2 separate regions of the Canis lupus genome follow, and region 2 is linked to region 1. Evidence: chromatin contacts called from public Hi-C data. All regions are on one chromosome and are shown on one strand. The core of a region is the stretch at or near the end of the contact, and the rest is flanking DNA. Distances in the headings are between cores, read along the strand shown. Region 1 holds the start of LOC119877426 (serine/arginine repetitive matrix protein 1-like). Region 2 overlaps LOC119865433 (a long non-coding RNA gene).

Region 1 (5,166 bases), core at 373-2,872:
CTTCAGATTGGATACACTGTAACAAGAATCCAACTTTGCATAGACATCCTTAGAATCACAATCAGTCACAGGGTTGCCCTTCCAAGCTGGCAGAAAAGGAACCCGATCTTTAATTTCCAGCTCCTCCTGGAAAAAAAAAAAAAAAAAAAAAAAAGGAAAGAAAAAAAAATAAAAAAATAAAAAATAAAAAAAGCCAACACAAAAGTTTCTTCCCTTCCTCCTGTCCTGCTCCTTCATTTGGTTCTCCCGGACTTCCTTCCATGTGGAACTACAAAAAGGGGTGGTTGGAGGCAAAAGAAAAAAAATAAAAATAAAAAAAAAAAAAGGAAAAATTGCCCCCTCCCTTTCTACCTCCCCACCCCATTTATTTATTTATTTTTATTTATTTTCTTTTTCTTTTTTTTTTTTTTTTGCAGGCTGAAACTTTGGCCCGTGTCGAGCTGCCCACACAGCGCCCTAACGGCTCCTTACGCGGGGAGTGGGGTGGAAAAATCCGCGTCTCCCGGGGTCCACGAGCAGCGTGCATGCAGCAGGAGCCGCACCGCCCCCGGGGCTGCACCGGGGCTGCACCGGGGCTGCACCGGGGCTCGGAGGGGGAGGTCAGCGGAGGTCGGCGGAGGTCGGCGGAGGTCAGCGGAGGTCGGCGGGGGTCGGGAGCCGGGCGGTGCAGCCCAGCCGGGCCCCCGGCACCCCCGCCCCCGCCCCGGGGCCGAGGCACAGCGGCCCCCGAGGTCGGCGCGGGCGCAGCGCATCCCCCCCGCGGGGGCGGGCGCGGGGGCGGGCGCGGGGGCGCGGGGCTCCCGCGCGCGGGCGGCTCAGAGGATCACGCAGGCCGAGCAGCAGCCCTCGTCGCCGTTGGGCTGCGCCGCGTAGTTCATCTGCCGCACGATCTCCGCGAACAGCTCGTCCACCGAGGCTTTGTTTTTGGCCGACGTCTCCATGAAGGGGCAGCTCCACTCCTCGGCCAGGGCCTTGCCCTCGCCGTACGACACCTCGCGCTCGCCCTCCAGGTCCACCTTGTTGCCCACCAGGATCATGGGCACGCGCTCGTACCGCTTGACGCGGATGATCTGGTCCCGCATGGGCTTGATGTCCTGGAAGCTCTGCTGGTTGACCAGGCTGTAGACGAGGATGAAGCCCTGGCCGTTCTTGATGTACAGGTCCCGCATGGACGCGAACTGCTCGGTGCCCGCCGTGTCCAGGATCTCGAGCACCGACGGCGACGAGTCCACCTCGATCTCCTTGCGGTAGAAGTCCTCGATGGTGGGGTCGTACTTCTCGATGAAGGAGCCGGTCACGAACTGCACGGTGAGCGCCGACTTGCCCACGCCGCCCGAGCCCAGCACCACCACCTTGTACTCTCTCATGGCTCCGCCGGCGCCCTCGCCGCGCCCGCCGCGGCCCCGTCGGGGGTGCGCGCCGCGGGGCGCCTGGGCTCGTCGGCTGCACGACCTGCCCCCGGGCTCAGCCTGGCGGCGGCGGCGGCGGCGCGGCGGCGACGGCGGCGGCGCGGGAGGACAATGCCGGCGGCCCGGGCGGCGGGAGGCGGCGGCGGCGGCGGCGGCGGCGGGCTGCCGGGGGGGCTGCTGCTACGTGCGCGCCGGCCCGGGCCGCGCGTGGCATGGGGCCCCGCAGACCGTGCGCCCACCGCCGCGGCCCAGCGCGCTCTCCCCGCAGCCTCCGCGGGGCGACGGCTTCCTACTCGCCGCGCGCAGCCCGGCCCTCCCCGCCCCGGCGAGCATGCCCAGTGCGCCGACGGCCTCGCCCGCGCCAGCCGCCGCGCCGGGTTTTCCGGGGGGCCGGGCAAGGGGGCGGGGCCGCGCGCGGGGGGGGCGGGGCCGGGGCGGGGCCTCCCCAGGAGCGGCCTGCGAGAGGCTCGGGGTCGGCACGGGGGGCGGGGCCTCGCGCGGGGGCGGGGCTTGGGCCGCGCTGGGGGCGGGGCGAGGGCGGGGCCTCCCCGGGAGCGGCCTGCGAGGGGCTCGGGGCTGGGCGCGAGGGGCGGGGCCTCGCGCGGGGGGCGGGGCCGGGGCCTCCCGGGGAGCGGCCTGCGAGGAGCTCGGGGGCGGGGCCGCGCGGGGGGCGTGTCCGGGGGCGGGGCCTCCCGGGCCGTGCGAGGGGCCCAGGGCCGGGCGCGGGGTGAGCAGCGCGCGTGGGTGTGCACGGGGGCGGCTTGGTGCAGCGGGGCGGTGGCGCCGCGGCGTGGGCTGCGCGCTCGGCCGCTCCCGTTGTCCCGGGCGCCGGGAGACCCCGAGGGCGTGGGAGCGGCGCGCGGGGCACCTGTGCCCCCTCCCACGGCGCGGGCCCCGACACGCTCCCGGCCCCCCACTCCCGTCGTCCCGCACAAAGGGGCCCGCGGGGGCTCCGGCCGGCACAGGGGAGCCTCCCGGAAGCGCGGAGGCCGGGCCGACCCCCAGCCGCACGGCCGCGGCGCCGGCAGCGAGCCCGGGCATGCTCAGTGGGCGGAACAGGTTTTCGGGCTTAGAAATAGGAAGCTGGGGCCCGCGCAGCCACCGCGCGGCTCACATTACCTCTCCCGGCCTCGGGCCCCATTGGCCCCGCCGCGCCCGTCTCGCCGCCCCGGCCGGGGCCCCATTGGCTGCCGCCGAGGCTCCCGCACTTGCGGCCGCTTCATTGGCGGAAAAGTAGCCTCGGCTCGCGATTGGCGCCTGCGGAGCTCGAGCGGGGGGCGGAGGCGCAGCTGTTCTTTCCCCGCTGCTCCCCGCCCCCCCCTCCCGCTTCCCCCGACCTAGTCGTTCTGGGAGCCCGGGGTGCAAAAAAAGAAGAGGAATTAAGGCGGAGAGCTCGGCGCTAAATATAGTGCCCCGCTGGCGCTGCGGGGCGAGCCTGGCTGCGCAGCGCCCGGAGGCCGCGGGCGCCCTGCTCCCCCCGCTGGGCCCGGGCTCCTGCGGAGTTTGCAAAGTGTGCGGCTGGGCGGGAAGTGGGGGGACGGGGGCGTGCAAGGGGGCCGCCCGGACTGCGTGCGCCGCCCGCTCCGGGTCCCGGGGCGGGGGCGGGGGCGGGGATGCCCAGGCTTGTCCTCCTGCAGACGTCTGGGTTTGGGGGCGGGCCGCCTGCACGTCGGGCTGGGCTCGCGGCCGCGGGAGGGGCGGGGGCGCTGCCTCGACCTGCCCCAGCCTCCCTGCCTCCTCGCCCGGGGCCGGGACCCGGGACCTGTCGGGGGGCCCGCGTGTGCACGAGCCCCGGAGCCGGGGGTGCGGGGGTGGGTAGGGGGGCACGAGCTGCGTCAACCCCCCCAGCTCCGAGTCTGCACTTTTTTTTTTTTTTTTTTTTTGGTTTTGCAAGCCGAGGCTACTCGCGCTCGGCGTGCGCTTCGGACGAGACGCGCCCGGCTGCGTGGCGAGCGCTGGGTTTGGGCCCCGGGTCCGGCCACGTTCGCGGGCTGACCTGCCCCGAGCCGCGGAGGCGCAGCCCCAAGTCCCCACCGGCCCCGGCGGGACGTGGGTGCAGCCGCCGCCTGGGGGGTGGGGAGGGGAGCGGGGTGCTGGGGGGTGCCGGGGGGTGCCCGCCCCGCCCTCACGGTGGAGCGCAGACAACGTGTTTTAACCTTGACTATCAGAGAGCCCGCCTCGAACTCTGTGCTTATGTAATCCTCCAGGAAAAAAAAAAAAAAAGAAGAAAAAAGCAAAGAGCACCCCACCTGTCAGAGGCACACCCACCTCCTGCAGCAGAGGAGAAGCCCCGCAGCACTGACCAGCGCTGAATGTCTGCAGAAGGTCCCGCACGGCTCCTCCGCGCCGCCTCACAGGCCTTGTTACACCTGTTTTAAAGAGGAAGCAACTGAGGTCCTGGGATGTTGGGTGACTTGCCTGCGATTTCCCAGCGGGTGAGTGGCCGGGCTAGGACCCCGGCCTCCCTGTTGGGCTGCAGAAGCTGGCGTGTGCCTCTCGGGGCCCTACTGCCTCCTCTCGGGGAAGTCCCCAGGTTGTACTCTTGCTTAGGGTCAGCCTTGGGGCCTGAGGTCAGACTGTCTCCACCCCAAGCGAGAGGGACCTCTGCCCACCGCCCCGGGGTTCTCCCCTGGTGATGCACCCTCCCGCAGGGTCAAGGAAGCTGAACCTGCTTCTAGGCCAGGCTCCAGGGAGTCAGAATTCTGGAATCCTCTGCCCAAATAGGACTTGCTTGGAATTTTGAACTCAGTCCTGTGTCCAGGGATGGCTGTTTGTTGGGCTGAGGTGTGCACTCCCAGGTGCTGTGGGCTCCCAGTGGGTGCAGGAAGGGTCCTCCATGGAGTCAGCTTTGCTTCCCTTCCCCTTTCCAGCCTCCTCCTTGGAAGAGTCCCGAATTCCTGATTCACACCATGCAGGTCCTTGTAAGGAGGTATTTGTCAGGGTGAGAGGACACATGGATCCTATTTTGTTAACAGTTTGCTATCTTGATTTATAACTTAAGTATTTAGAGTAATGCTATGTGGGCCTCTCTTTGTCCTCTTGCCCACAAATACTAGGAAGGGTCCTGAGTCTGACATAATAGAAAATACTTTGTCCTTACAGGTCTGGTGTCTCGTCTCAAGAACTGGATATCAGTTATTATCTGAGACCTTGGGCGAGTCCCTTGAGCTCTCTTGACTCCAGTTTCCCCGTCTATAAAATGGTGATAATAAAATTTGCCCTATGTACCTAGCTACATGAGGAACCTTGGAGAGAATCTAGTGACCAAACCCCTCATTTTGCATCAGAGAGAAGGGAGCAAAATTAGAACCCTGGTGTCCTGGCTGCACTTTACATGGTGCCAGCCTGTCCTCAGGGAAAATAATTGACAGATAATGGATGGAAACATGCTTTTAAAGCTGCAGAGCCCCATGAATGCATGGCAGTTACTACTCTGACCCAGGTAGCCTCACAGCCTGGTCTAGAAGATTCCCTCCTCAGGACCTCAGGTCGTCACGTGGATCGGTATTACCGAATCTTGGTACCAGTACCAGAAAGATGCCACAGTGTGAACACTGTCTATTAGGGATTCTTCGGTAGTAGTGTTTATTATGTTCAGGTGCTCTCTCACAGACAGATTTGCACTAGGACTTTGGGATTCAAAATGAAGTAAAGAAACTGATGACACATATATTTTTAGGATTGGCCACTTCCTCCTGTGAAATCTGTTAGGTGTCTTTACCTCACTTAGGGCATGAATCATTATCTGTCCTCTACT
Region 2 (5,162 bases), core at 86-2,585, 50 kb before region 1:
CACCCAGGCGTCCCCCGTCACAACTCTTTCTGAAGTCTCTGATACAAACATTTTATGAGAAGAAGCAGACTCTTCCTCACAGGCAGCGGACTCCTCCATCTATAATATTATGTGCCTCCTCATTCTTCAACCTGTGCTTCCTCCTCCGTATTTTCTACAGGCCCTTGGAAAAATGATGAAATACTTAACTAATGATTCTAAAGCTCTTTGTCTTGGTTCTGTCATTTTTAGGAAAAGTGGGCAAGAAAGGGGAGTCCATATTTGGGGTGAACCTACTACGTGTCAAACACAGAGTTGTGGAATTTTTAAAATAATTCTTGAGGTAGTCGTTACTTGCACTTATTCTACAAGGGAGGAGATGGAGGCTCAGAGACACTTCGCAAATAGTCCTACAGATACGATGCGACAAAAATGGTGTTTGCATCTTGCTGCGTGTAACTCCAAAGCTCATGCTCTTCGTAAACTAAGGAAAATACTGTTCCTGGAATGTTTATTAATGCTAATTACAGTTACACTTCTATAAAAAAATAATTTGATTTAATGACTAATATTTTCAAAGCACTGTGGCATACATCATCCCATTTCAAGACAGCTGGTAGACTGGGGCGGGGGGCGTTTAGAGGGGGAGTTGTGAGGATTAGTAATCATGTGCAATACATAATATCAGCGTAAAACAAGTGCTTAGTAGCTATGATTTATTATCATTATTGTTATTATCATTATTAATCCTCCCGGCTGGCTTTAGAAGTTGTATAAGCACAACCATTTCCGCTCCCTCTTGATAGACTTTCTCCACCAAGACTAAGCCCTTTCAACATGCTTCGCAAGCAAAAATCATGGTTCAATTTTTATTTACAAGGCATGTACGTCCAGGAATTTCAGAACCCCCGTATTCAACTTCAGTTTGTTTGCAACGCTGGCAGGCAGGGGATGGAAGGGAAGTAAGTGTGAGACAGGCTTACGAGCTTTGCCAGCCAAGTCAGAATGGGAACTTACGCCTCCGGGTTCCAAACCTGAGTGGCCTTTTTCGTTGCACCTAAGGGATACAGAAGGATGTTCCTTCTTGCAGGCTTCACTATCTCCTTCCTACAAGGGGTGGTGAAGAGCCCCCCTTTGGTTGCTCGCCTCCCCCAGGAGAGCCAGCCCCAGGCTGTGCGGAGCTTGCCTGCTTGTGGTGGGGAGGGCAGTTATCACCAGGACTGGAGAGAGGGTTGGGGTTTGCCTCTTGGGTGCATTCCTGCTCTGCGGATAGTAGGCAGCGAAGTGCAAGAAGTGCTCGGTATCAGTGACTCACAGCGAGACAGGAAATCTCAGGCAGGTCCACCCTTCCTTCCTGCCCTCCCGACCAGCTGGGTTGCAGAACCACAGGCCGCAGCCAGCCTGGGGCCTCGGCGAGAAGGGCTGGGGAGGGCGGAGACCGGGCCCCGCAGTGGGTGCCCCTGATGGATCCCAGAGGTGGGGCCCTGGCACCCCCGCTGCAGGGAAGGCCTGCTCTCTCCACCCCCCAGGCTGCTGTTTCCTTTTTTTTTTTTAAATAAAGATTTTATTTATTTACTGATGAGAGACACAGAGAGAGAGAGAGAGTAAGAGGCAGACACAAGCAGAGGGAGAAGCAGGCCCCATGCAGGGAGCCTGAGGTGGGACTCGATCCCGGGTCTCCAGGATCAGGCCCTGGGTGAAGGCCGGGCTGCCCAGGCTGCTGTTTGTTGGGATGCCCTGCGTCTCCTTGTGCGCCCTTGCCTCTGTATTGTTTTCAAAGATAAAAAACAAGAGTTTGGCACGGTTCACCTGAGTGGGTTTCATGTACCCCGTGTTTCAAAAGCTCGTGACAGGGGTTCCTGGGTGGCTCAGCCTCAGACTCTTGATCTCCTCTCAGGTCAGGATCTCAGGGTCCGGATCCCAAGGTCACAGAGGTGGAGCCCCAGGCCCTGCTCCCCTTGCTCAGTGGGGAGTGTGTTTGAGATCCTTTCTCTCCCTCTCCGGCCGCCCCTCCCCCTCTAAAATAAATCAACAAATCTTTAAAATAAATGCATAAATACATAAAGAAATACCATAAATAAAGGCAGAAAGCGACATTCATCATCGTTACAAGCAATCTCCACGACGGCAAAATAGCAGAATGTGTCTCTCCAGCCAAATCAAATGTACACGCATTTACGGTAGATTTTTGAACCCCGTGTAAAAGTCTTGCAATAAAGTCACACCGTGTCTCGCCTCACGAGGGCCACCAATAATCATGATGAGGATTGGGACAGGCCAGCAGCTGACGCCCGGCACGGCTCTGAGCACCTGATTCCTTTAGAGTCATCTTAGGCTCACAACCACCCTTTGAGATAAGCATTTTCGTTATTCCCGACTTACAGACGAGGTGACTGTCACAGTCGATGAAAACCCCTCCCTGTCTCCCAAAATTATAAATAAATAAATAATAAAATAAATAATAATAAATAAATAATAAATAAAACTCACACCTACGATATCATAAGTGAACGAAAACTATCACGATGTTGCACACAAAACTGCTGCTTCACAACCGTGATTTGTTGTAAGAGGCCAATGGATAAATGACAACAAAATGATACTCTACATGTTTCCCATATTTGGCCACGTTCAGGAATCTATTTCCAACTCATTCATTAAGCCGTTAAAAAAAAAAATATCCTCCCAAAAGTCCAATGTCAAAACTCTGCAATGAGTCGTTACAGCAGAGCAAATTTGTCCGTTATCTTTTTCAAGACCACTTCCCTCTTTTCCTGTGGGGCAGCAATGTCAGAAAGTGCCAGAAGTATTTCATTGCCATGTGTCCATGAAGAAGCTAGATCTCGGGTTGGAAAAAACAACAACAACAACAACAACAAAACATTTATTGGGATGTGGGTATATACCTAAAACCTCTCAATTTACCTCCTTTTATATTCCTACTCTGTCCAAGCTCAGTTCACTCCCTGTCCTCCAGCCACACCAAAGTTTGCTTCTCCCTCTCCCTCTGCCCCTCTCCCCTGCTCTTGTTCTCTCTTTCTCTCTCAAATAAATAAAATATTAAAAAAAAAAAAAAAAGGAAAAGAACAAGGGAAGGAAGGGAAGGAAGGAAAGGAGGAGGAGGGGAGAGGGCAGGAGGGAGGCACCTACATACCAGTTAGCGTTATGCAGTCCTATGACGTCAGGTGACAGGGTGGTCACTTATATCAGGTGTCAGGGATGCAGCCAGCTAGGCTGAGCTCTGAATGACAAGAAGGAGCCAGTCAGGCAGAGATGGACACTAAGCTCCAGAGCAAGCCTGGGCTCCCAAGATGCTGCAAGGAGCCAGCAGGACTGAGGCATAGTCAGAGAGAAAGGCAGCCACCAGAGCCACTGGCTTTGTGTGACCAGTCAGTAGTTTAAAGTGAAAATTTAAAGCCGAGAGTTTATTTGATCTAATGCATTTTAATAGATCCTTGTGGCTGTTGAGAGCACATTAGATTTTAGGGAGTCAAGTGTAGAAGCAGGAAGACCAGGGAGGATACGGGTGCATGAGTCGAAGCAGTTCTCTCTCCCCTTTCTTGGAGCTCACACCACGTTTTGTAAATACTCCATGTTACATGTACTTTAAAAATGAATGAATATTTTTTTCTCTTCTACTTAGTGCAATTTTTAAAGATTTTATTAATTCATGAGAGACACAGAGAGAGAGAGAGAGAGAGAGAGAGGCAGAGACGTAGGCAGAGGGAGAAGCAGGCTCCATGCAGGGAGCCCGATGCATGACTCGATCCCGGGTCTCCAGGATCACGCCCTGGGCTGAAGGCAGACGCTCAACCACTGAGCCCCCCGGCCTCCCTTCTCTTCTACATAGACAGTAAGATCCCTGAAAGCACGGACGAACTGTCACTACACAAAAATAATAAATTAAAGAATAAGTTAATGAAACAAGGTATGACCAGAATGCAAAGCAGATTATTTACGTTCACTGCAGAAGAGAAAGGATGAATCCTATTCAAGGGCAGAAGAAAGAAAAAGCATGTCACCCAAACGGGAGTGTCCTACTGCATCAGAACGTTAGGGCCTGGTGTTCTTTAACATGGTGGGATCCTAAAACAAGGTGGCCTAAGTCTGATGGAGAACAAATCCAGTCGGCTTCCCCTTCTGGTGTTTCAGTGTCAGATAAAGGCTGTGTTTAGACTCCGAGTTCTGGGTCAAGATGAAACTCAATGAATCTATTGAGAAATTATTTATCTCTGCTGGACTATTAAATAAGAAGCAAACAAAAGTGTCCCGTTACTTTTGGATTGTTCAAATTACAGCAAAACCCTAACACCGAAGAAAAGTGCTGACATTCTTCATGTCTCTTCTTGGAGCTATAAAGAGATCAATCGTGAGGAAGAGTGAAGTTGGTTTGGTTGGCTTTTTTAGATTTTATTTATTTATTCATGAGAGACACAGAGGCCAAGACACAGGCAGAGGGAGAAGCAGGCTCCCTGCGGGGACCCCGATGCGGGACTCGATCCCAGGACCGTGGGGTCATGCCCTGAGCCAAAGGTAGACAGACGGTCAACCACTGAGCCACCCAGGCGCCCCTGAAGTTTGTTTTTAATGTTATTCCCTTCTTCCTTTTTTGTACATCACCGTCCTCAAGAGCTCCTCTGCCTCTATCCATTCTGCCTGTATCCTCAGGTTGCAAAAATATAATCAGGGCCTTTTGCCCTCTTTCTCCTACTGTTTCACCCCCTTCCACAACCACCTCAACTAATATATATATTATATGTGTGTGTGTGACTATACATAACTATAATATATGACTATATATGCAGTACGATATACAACTATATATAATATATATTAGCCGTTGCTTCACAGAGAAACAGCACAAAGCTTAGTGACTTGAAACAACGACCATTTCTGTCCCAATTCTATCTATAAATGATCTGGCTAGTTCTTCCGCACTAAGCCAGTTCATCTGGGGCTCAGTGAGGAGAAAAGGCCTCCCTCTATGCCCGAGGCTCTGGGGCTACAGCAAAAACAGCCGGGATGCCAAAGGCCTTTCTTCATAAGGGGTCTCATCCTCAAGAGGCTGGTTTGCATGGTAGCAGGAGGCAGACCCTGATGGCAGTACTTTTCAGTCCTCTGCACCTGGTTTTCCTTTAAAAAAAAAAAAAAATATATATATATATATATATATGATTTATTTA

What was found. Hi-C and Micro-C count contacts between places; a contact is called where the count stands out from the background.
Region 2: a Hi-C map of blood shows a contact between it and region 1, with 2.4 times the contacts expected there. The contact joins the enhancer-like site here to the promoter of LOC119877426 in region 1. A contact is called at or near these places in 2 of 9 Hi-C or Micro-C datasets (both in blood).

Annotation. Positions count from the first base shown.
Region 1 is chr23:48,050,889-48,056,054 of UU_Cfam_GSD_1.0, reverse strand. LOC119877426 (serine/arginine repetitive matrix protein 1-like) reads left to right here and starts at 1,622. Exons shown (of 5, transcript XM_038570205.1): 1 at 1,622-1,803; 2 at 2,180-2,468; 3 at 2,647-2,921; 4 at 3,617-3,844; 5 at 4,512-5,166. The coding sequence starts at 1,622. The coding sequence ends at 4,641. RAP2B (ras-related protein Rap-2b) reads right to left here and starts at 1,417. Exons shown (of 2, transcript XM_038570198.1): 1 at 812-1,417; 2 at 725-776. The coding sequence starts at 1,367. The coding sequence ends at 816. It overlaps LOC119865433 (a long non-coding RNA gene), which reads right to left and starts at 656. Exons shown (of 3, transcript XR_005377227.1): 1 at 1-656.
Region 2 is chr23:48,100,609-48,105,770 of UU_Cfam_GSD_1.0, reverse strand. LOC119865433 (a long non-coding RNA gene) reads right to left here. Exons shown (of 3, transcript XR_005377227.1): 3 at 4,486-5,112. Among named protein-coding and RNA genes, the nearest start is that of RAP2B, 49 kb to the right of the region's middle. Within about 2 kb of position 1,335, at least 5 of the 20 cell types and tissues checked have an H3K27ac peak or open chromatin away from gene starts, as enhancers often do. A contact at or near this core is called in blood, where this site is marked.